3 separate regions of the Gossypium hirsutum genome follow, and regions 1 and 3 are each linked to region 2. The links are chromatin contacts, called in public Hi-C maps. All regions are on one chromosome and are shown on one strand. The core of a region is the stretch at or near the end of the contact, and the rest is flanking DNA. Distances in the headings are between cores, read along the strand shown.

Evidence for each region. A called contact is a pair of places that touch in the nucleus more often than the background predicts.
Region 1: a contact with region 2 is called in a Hi-C map of leaf, with 1.7 times the contacts expected there. The contact joins the promoter of LOC107901167 here to the promoter of LOC107901173 in region 2. A contact is called at or near these places in 7 of 34 Hi-C or Micro-C datasets (callus and leaf).
Region 3: a Hi-C map of leaf shows a contact between it and region 2, with 2.7 times the contacts expected there. The contact joins the enhancer-like site here to the promoter of LOC107901173 in region 2. A contact is called at or near these places in 6 of 34 Hi-C or Micro-C datasets (callus, fibers, leaf and 1 more).

Annotation. Positions count from the first base shown.
Region 1 is chrD06:12,219,966-12,222,753 of Gossypium_hirsutum_v2.1, reverse strand. LOC107901167 (probable 3-hydroxyisobutyrate dehydrogenase-like 1, mitochondrial) reads right to left here and starts at 1,371. Exons shown (of 1, transcript XM_016827061.2): 1 at 129-1,371. The coding sequence starts at 1,250. The coding sequence ends at 228.
Region 2 is chrD06:12,019,240-12,021,939 of Gossypium_hirsutum_v2.1, reverse strand. LOC107901173 (CWF19-like protein 2 homolog) reads left to right here and starts at 1,439. Exons shown (of 11, transcript XM_016827070.2): 1 at 1,439-1,621; 2 at 1,731-1,778; 3 at 1,853-2,210; 4 at 2,297-2,445. The coding sequence starts at 1,734.
Region 3 is chrD06:12,177,348-12,180,198 of Gossypium_hirsutum_v2.1, reverse strand. LOC107901168 reads left to right here. Exons shown (of 14, transcript XM_016827063.2): 13 at 1-85; 14 at 185-647. The coding sequence ends at 337. It also overlaps the pseudogene LOC107901169. Among protein-coding and RNA genes, the nearest start is that of LOC107901168, 6.6 kb to the left of the region's middle. Within about 2 kb of position 1,363, at least 5 of the 9 cell types and tissues checked have an H3K27ac peak or open chromatin away from gene starts, as enhancers often do. A contact at or near this core is called in fibers, where this site is marked.

The DNA.
Region 1 (2,788 bases), core at 122-2,621, 200 kb before region 2:
AAAAAAGTCTATAAACTACAGATGGTTCATCATTCAAAGCAATTATAGCAGCAAAAACCATAAAATGGGAACTGTAAATGGTAGCATATCAAAGCAATCAGCTACCAAAATTAAGTTGAACAACTGAAGACTGAAACCAACCATCACATAGCATAGTTTTAAGTTTAGCATAGTATCTAATAGGGTTCGTCAATGTAGTGTTACTAGAAATTAACAGTTTACCAGGTTTAAGAACCAAGGGTCGCGTTGTTAAGCCTCTCCAAAGCCAAAATCAGAGCTTGGGTTCCCAAATTCCCTTCCCCATGAGCCTTAAGCGACAAATAAAGCTGTTGAGCCAAAGCCAGACCGGGCAAAGCAAGTCCCATGTTTTGACATTCCTTTAAACAAATCCCCAAATCCTTAACAAAATGGTTCACGAAGAAACCAGGATCGAAGTCCCTCTTCAAAATCCTGCTCCCGTACAAATCCAACGACTTTGAGCCAGCTGCCCCGGTCGATATCGCATCCAAAAACGACGCCACATTCAGCCCTGCTTTGTGGGCGTAAATAATTCCTTCCACTAATCCCACCATCGTCGATGCTATGGTGATTTGGTTAGCTAATTTCGCGAATTGGCCTTTCCCGCTAGGCCCCATGTAGTTAACTTTTCCCATGAGGGTAAAGATGGGGTTTAGGCGGTTGACAATGGCTTCGTCTCCCCCAGCGAATATCGCGAGTGTCCCGTTCTTGGCACCTCGGTCGCCGCCAGAGACGGGCGCGTCGATTGAGGAGCAGTTCTTGGAAGATGCAGCGGTGGATATTTCGACGGCGAGAGAAGGCTCCGATGTTGTCATGTCAACGAGTATGCCGCCAGGACGGAGGCCAGAGAGGGCACCGTTAACGGGATCGAGTAGGACTTGGAGGACGTCGGAAGGGTAACCGACGATGGAGAAAACGACATCGGATTGGGCGGCAAGGTCGTGAGGCGTTTGGGCTAGGCGGGCACCCATGTCAACGAGGGGTTGGGCTTTGGAAAGGGTACGGTTGAAGACGGTGAGAGAGTAGCCAGCGTTGATTAGATGAGCACACATGGATCGACCCATGACGCCAGTCCCAATCCATCCAAGGCGAGTGTTGGATGGGTTAATGGGACCGGCAGCGGCGGAGGTGGCCATGCTGCGGAGGAGAAAGGTGAGGTGAGGAGTAGATGACGATTGAGAATGGGGAAAGTATCGTGAGAGTGAGCCAAGTAGATAGGACAGTGATCGCATTTTATCTTTTATGCGAAATTATCTAATCTTATTATAACCCTTTTTTATGATTGTGCGACATAATTTTATATTTATTTAAAATTTTTTAATTTTGAGAATTAGGGCACTACCTACCCTTATATTCGCATCAGGTTGGTTCCAACTTCAACCTAGTAAAGTCACACAAAGGAAGCAACAGAAATTTGTTAACAACAGCTTTTTTAGTAAGCCCATGCGGTCAATTGTTTGGGGGCAGCCGAAGGAGGATTTTTCGGAAGGCCCAGAGTTTGCCGGTTAGCAAGTAGGTCTAAGCCCATGGCTCCAAGTAGGACGCCTGCTAGAAAACTTCCGAAAACAGAGTATATGTATAAATAAGGTATTAAATACTACAACAACAATAAATTGATTGAATCTTAAATCAATTAGCATGAATATCATTTTCAATGCAAGAGAACGTAGGTTTAAGCTTGTTGAAGCGCATTATCCAAATATTTATGAGTTGGGGAGGGGTTAAGACTTTTAACAAAAAATAAACATGAGATATAGTGCGGTGGTTACTTATTTTATCCTTTTAACTTTGAGATTGGATGTTTGATTTTTGCCTATCAAAATGAAACACATTTCATAGTTAGATTTTTACCTCTTTGGAGAACACCCACAACAAACAAAAAAATATAATAATCTTCGCATTCTTTATGAATTTACTTAATCTATTATAATTTGATTTTTGTTTAATATAGTTTTTGAAATGGGTATATTCAATCTTGAATTTAACATTTTTGTTTTAATTTCGTTTGACATGTATATTTTTAAATAGTGATAGAAACTATAGTAAAGGACTAAAGCCATACAAAATGCCTGTTTTATAAAATTTGACTAAACAAAATAGGGGCCAAAAAGAACTTGGGAGGAGCTAGATGGAATCCATCACAAGATCTAAATTCTAGGGCAGAATGTGGAACTAAGCCTGCTTGAAATTTCCTTTTGATTTGTTGAAAACCCCTTTTTTTCCCAGGTTTGTAAATCAAAGTACAACTTAGATGTAAATATGGAATGGGTTGGGGGAGAAGGTCCTTTTTGTAAGGTGTTGGATTTGGATAGACCTTTTATGGAATGAAAATCAATCAACTACCAATTCACAGCATCAAGATTGGAAGGTTGATAGCGGAATAAGTGTACAAGGCAACAACATGACATCTAGCTGTTTTGCTTGGATTGGTCCCCTTCTAAAATCGGCATTTTCCCCAATACTCATTATCGATGGTTTCCTCACCTTGGTCCCTCTTCTTCCTCCCCTTCTCTTTTTAACTCATTATCTCAACTCGCTTTTTTTCCTTTTTAGGTTTAATGTAATTTTTAGTTCATCAACTTGATAATTAGATCTATTTTGTTGCTTATATTTTTTGTTTCACTTTGATATTTGAACTTTCATTAAATAAAATAACATAATACTATTTATTACTTGAAAATTAAAATATATATAATTTAATTTTTTTAATTATAATTTTTTAAAGTTTTAGATAGTGATGTTACATATCCTCATAATTTCATGTTATTAC
Region 2 (2,700 bases), core at 190-2,689:
GAGATTCACGACATTTTATAAAGCCCTTGAAGAAAGTCGTCGATAAGAATCTTGGAACCTCTTGCGTAGTTTGTATGATCTTGATGGAATCACATGGCTTGTGGTGGGAGATTTTAATGAAATTTTGTATGCTCCAGAAAAGCAAGGTGCCCATCTTCATTCAGTTAGTTAGATGGAGGGTTTTTGTTCTACTTTGGAAGGCTATGAGCTCATGGATTTGGGTTATGATGGGCACTGGTTAACTTGGGAGTGTGACAGATCTCAGGAAACACTCATTTGAGAGCAGTTAGATCGTGGAATAGCTTCTATAGGATGGGTTTCTCGGTTCACAAATCACAAGATTTAGCACTTGCCTTATAGCTATTTTGATCATTGTCCCTTGCTGATTAACACAAATCAAATTGAGTCTTTTGCTAGGTTCCAAAATGAGGGTCAAACTTTTCGGTTCAATGCAAACTAGAAATTGAAGGAAGGCTTCGAAGCTAAGGTACGAGCTCTTTGGGAGAGTAGTGTTGGTAATATTCCTAACAAGTTAGTTGCTTTAGGGAAGAGACTTATTCAATGGAGCAAGAATTGAAGGCTTAACAAGGGTAGGAAAATTCTTATATCGATTGGTAGAGTTAGCTGAGATTGATTCGTTGATACTTTGGGTGAGATTGTTGTGGCTAAAGTAAAGCTGAATTTTGAGATGGATAAGGAGGAAATTTATTGGGAGCCGAGAGTTCCAACAAACTGGCTGAAGAGAGGGGGAGATAAATTGATATTTGTTTTTTCCCCTTTTTTCTATACAAGGATGAGTATTGTTTTTTTTTCTTCTCTTAGTTGTTTCTGTTTGTTGGTCTATTTTCAGATGCACGTGATTTGGCTTGATTGAGTAGATAAACGATACTATTTATTAATAATAAACTAGTCATTTATTGAAAAATATTTGACAAATTTATTAAATCATGTATTTAAATATTATATATTATATTTTATTAATCGAATGTATACGTATAAGCATTTTTGTTTCTACTAATACATTTATTAATCAAATGCCTTCTTTTATTTTAGTTTGGTTTATTCTAAGCTACTTTTTCTATATATATATAAAAAACTATTTGCCTACAATTTAACATATTTTGTTCACTATTTCAACAATAATGTTTTATACTTACCTATATGTTATATCTAAATACCAAGATTTTCTAACATTGTATATATGCATTTGATTGTTTAATCTTAATAATTTTGTTTCGCAACATTAAATCATATAATATATTCACTTAAATCGTGAATATATCTTAATCTAGTTTTATTAATTGGGTCCATATTATATAAGAAGGACGTATATAAGAAAATTTTCCTATAATAATTTATTTTTAATTGGATCCATATCCAATGTAATAGTATATAGGAAGGACTTATATAAGAAATTTTCCTATAATAATTTCTTCTTAAGATCGTAGAGTTTAGATCTAATTACCCACGTGGTTAAAATCCCAGACCCACCTAGTGTCTTCCCTTCGATAGAAGAAAACCTCTCAAAATACAAGCCCAAGCTTCAAATTAACCGTCGCAACCTCCCTTTCCAAACCCTAACCACCGCCGGTCCACAGCCCTCTTCGTCCTCTTTGGAACGGTGAGTCTGCTTGATTTTTTTTATTTATTTCACATCTCTATCTACTTTATATTATAGAAGCTTATCGCTTTCGTAATTAATTTTAATTTGAAGTCGCTGAATTCTGTAGAATATGCTTTCTGGGGTGAAGGTTATACCTCGTGATGAGATTGATAAGGTATAATTCATCAATTTCACATTTCTTTCTTTTTGTCAGTAAAGTTTCCTCAGTTAGTTTTTTTTTTGTACCAGGAAGAAAATGAGAACTCAGATAGGAAGAAGAAAAGATACACTAGTAAAATGGAAAAAAATAAAAGAAAAAGGAAAAGTTCTGGGTATTGTGGTTCTTCGGATGATGATATTGAGAGAATAGAAAAAGGATCTAGACGAAATAAGAAGTGGTATTCATCAGAGGAGTATTCAAGCGAAAGTGAGAGCGAAGGGAGTTCCGATACAGATAAAGGGAGGCATTCAGATAGGAGAAAGGATAAGAGGAATAAGAAACGATCCAGAAGTAAAAAGAAACGTTATTCATCGTCATCAGTGGATTATTCGTCTGAAGATGTGGATGAGGATCGAAGACGTAATTCAGGAGTTGGAAAGAAAAGGAGTAAGAGAAGAGAATTTTTTGTTCTGAATTATTGATGATTGGTTCATTTTAGACATTGATCAGTTATTATTGTTGTTGGTTTGCAGATGATGGTGGAGAATCTCCTTTGAAAGAGAAGGAGATTGAGAGGAAAGAAATTGGACTGGAATGGATGCTCAGACCTGCATTTAAGACTGATAAGAAACATTTAGAACCTGCTGCTGTTGCACAACTTGAGGAACCTCCTACTGAGGAGGTATGGCACTTGAGCTATTAATTCTAGCTGATTTTTTACCTTTTATTTTCTTTGATTCTGGCATAATACAAACATAAATGCTTGCTGATGGAGATATTTATATTTTAAAGCAAAAAATATCTTGTCTGCTTTACGGTTCTCTTTGTTGTTCAGAAAAAAATCAAACTTTTCTAACGAGGATTTGATAAGCTTCTTTCTCTTTTTATTTCTTAGACTGCTTTAGTTATGTTTACTTTGGAGAGTTCTAAACAAGCT
Region 3 (2,851 bases), core at 114-2,613, 160 kb before region 2:
TATCTCTGCCTTCCGATCTCATTTCTCTCAATCAATCAATTGGTCGGGTATTCGATATCACTTGAAGAATGGAAAAATAAACAAGGTAAGTCAGTGGAGCATAGCACTTAAATTAAACCATTCATAATGACCTCGAGGTCTATTAATTTGTTGGAAGCTTAGCAGTATTTGTGTAATGGTGCAGATTGAAAGGAACAGAGGTAGGGGACCAAAGTTCACAGACTTGGGAGGTAAGCATTTATATGGGAAAAAAGGAGCTCCTCCAAAAGCCTCATTCCTAAGCTCATTGGCGAGAAGTTTGTGTCAATGGCATCAACCCAAGAAATACGAGGTTTAGCAGAGAGAAGGAATGTTTATTTTTTGTGACCATTGTGGCTCTTCATTTTTAGATCCGAGTGGAAGCAGCAAGGTTTCTGAAGCACAGATTCTTTAGTTGATTGGTGGTGGGATTATTTGATGATTCCTTATTGGATTGGTTTTAGTGGTTTAGGAATTTTCGCCCTCATTTTTTAGTTGCCATTCAATCAGATTTATTCTTAATTTTATCAACCCTCTTCATCCGGGGGCTGACTTTGTAACTTGTATCGATTTCGTCCTGTAATTTTATTAAATGATTATATACAGTCGGTGTTCAAATGTGAGACAAAGTTTAGTGGTTGTGATTTTACAGTTTTCCAATCCGCATCTGTATGTATCGACTGCCCATTTTGTGTTATATGTTTTGCAATTTTCATTACTCTTTTCTTGTTTTATCAAATTTCAACCAAAAGCAGGAAATGCTTTTAGATAAAGACTTACTTTATATGTTTTCTTTTAATGTAAGTCTAAGTTTGTTTTCGGGTCCAAAATGCAAGGTATAAATTGCCTTTCAAGCACTAGCAAGGAATAGTCCAACTGATGTTAATTGACGGAGTAAGTTGTGAGTTTGAGTTTGAGCCTGCTTATGAATAGTTCTTTCAAATTAAATATTAAAAAAAAAAATCATATGTCAAGCTCTGATTCTTTCCTCCACCGAAAGTAACACTTCAAACGAGCCTATCTCTATCCATCAGGAATCAGAATAAAGTTACAAACAAAGAATCAATCACAGCCAAACTTCCGCCGTCAGCCAAACCTTTTTTTGTTGTTCCTTTCACATTCATATCCAAACTTGTTCCCTTGAAGAAAAACATAGCAAACTTAGGTGCAAAAATAATAGAAAAGATATGGGGTGTTTCAGGGGAAAAAGTTCCAAAGCTTCCCATAACCATCCCATTCAACCCTCCTCAACTCAACCTGTAGTTGCATACCCAGAAACCAAGAATCTGAAAGTAGAGCCTCTTTTGCAGATTCCAGGATGCAGGGTTTATCTGATGGAGGAAGGAGAAGCCTTGGAACTGGGCAAGGGTGAGTTCACACTTGTGCGGGTATTAGAAGAGGATGTTCCTCTTGCTACCATCATTAAAGTTGGGGAAGATGTTCAATGGCCTTTGACAAAAGATGAGCCGGTTGTGAAGCTTGATTCCTTTCACTACCTCTTTTCCTTGCCCATGAAAGATGGGAATCCTCTGAGTTATGGAGTGACTTTTTCGGGACAGTATGATAGCAGGTTCATGAGCTCCTTGGATTCGTTTTTGAAGGAGCATTCATGCTTTTCTGGTGCAACTTCATCTGGGGATAAACATGTGGATTGGAAGGAGTATGCTCCCAGGATCGAATCTTATAACAATGTTTTGGCAAAGGCCATTGCTGGAGGGACCGGTCAGATTGTGAAGGGAATCTTCAAATGCAGCAATGCTTATACTAGCCAGGTTTGCTTTCAAGTTTCAACTTCAACTGGTATTCTACTTCTAGCCATTTATCAGTTAACCCTAAGAAAACATTCATTGCTAAAGCTAAAAAAGCCTTGTATAGAACATACCATGGTTAGTGAATCTAAAGAAAAGAAGGAATTAAAAAGCAGGTTCAGAAAGGAGGAGAAACCATTTTAATGCAAGCTCCTACAGCAAGTAACAATGGTTACCAAAGCAGCAGGACCACTAGGAAGAGTAGTGGAGCTGTCAACAAAAGCCTAAAACGGTATCCCAAGACTTAATTATTTTTCCGGATATTATGTGAAGTTGACATAAAGTAGTTTTCATTAAAGTCAAAAGTTGTTGAACTCTGAGCCTAAGGTACTGCATATGTCTGATTGTGTAGTGTGCGAAAGCTGTCCAAAATGACTGAAAAAATGAGCAAAGCAATGCTGGGCATGGTTGGTGCGGCTAGTGGAACAGTGATGGCACCTTTGGTTAGCTCCAAACCTGGGAAAGCTTTCTTATCCATGGTTCCAGGAGAAGTTCTTTTAGCTTCCCTTGATGGTGTTAGTGAGTAACAATGGCCACATATTCTTGATTTCTCTTCTCTGATATTTGTGACACCAAATATGAATTATCCATTTCGTGTATGTATGGCTATGGCAGACAAGGTTCTAGATGCAGCAGAGGTTGCTGAAAAGCAAGCTTTTTCTGCAACATCATCTGCAGCAACCAAAAGATGATTGATAGGTAATATATATATACATATATTTGGCTTCTTTTTTTTTATTATATAAAATTAACTTAAAAAATTTAATTAATTACATAAATGAGTCTTTTTTTATTATACATGTAAATGACTTAAAATTTACAATAAAAATTGGTGGAGCCAAAGAGTTTGACGCCACTAATATGACACGTCAGCAATCGAGATAAAAAAATTAATTTTTTTGTGGAGCCATATAGAATAACGCCACTTATATAAATATCAGGGAAATATTGTAATTTCTGAAAAAATGGAAGGACTTTAATAAAAATTTTCTATTTTTTAGTGGAGCCAAATAAATTCGTGCCAC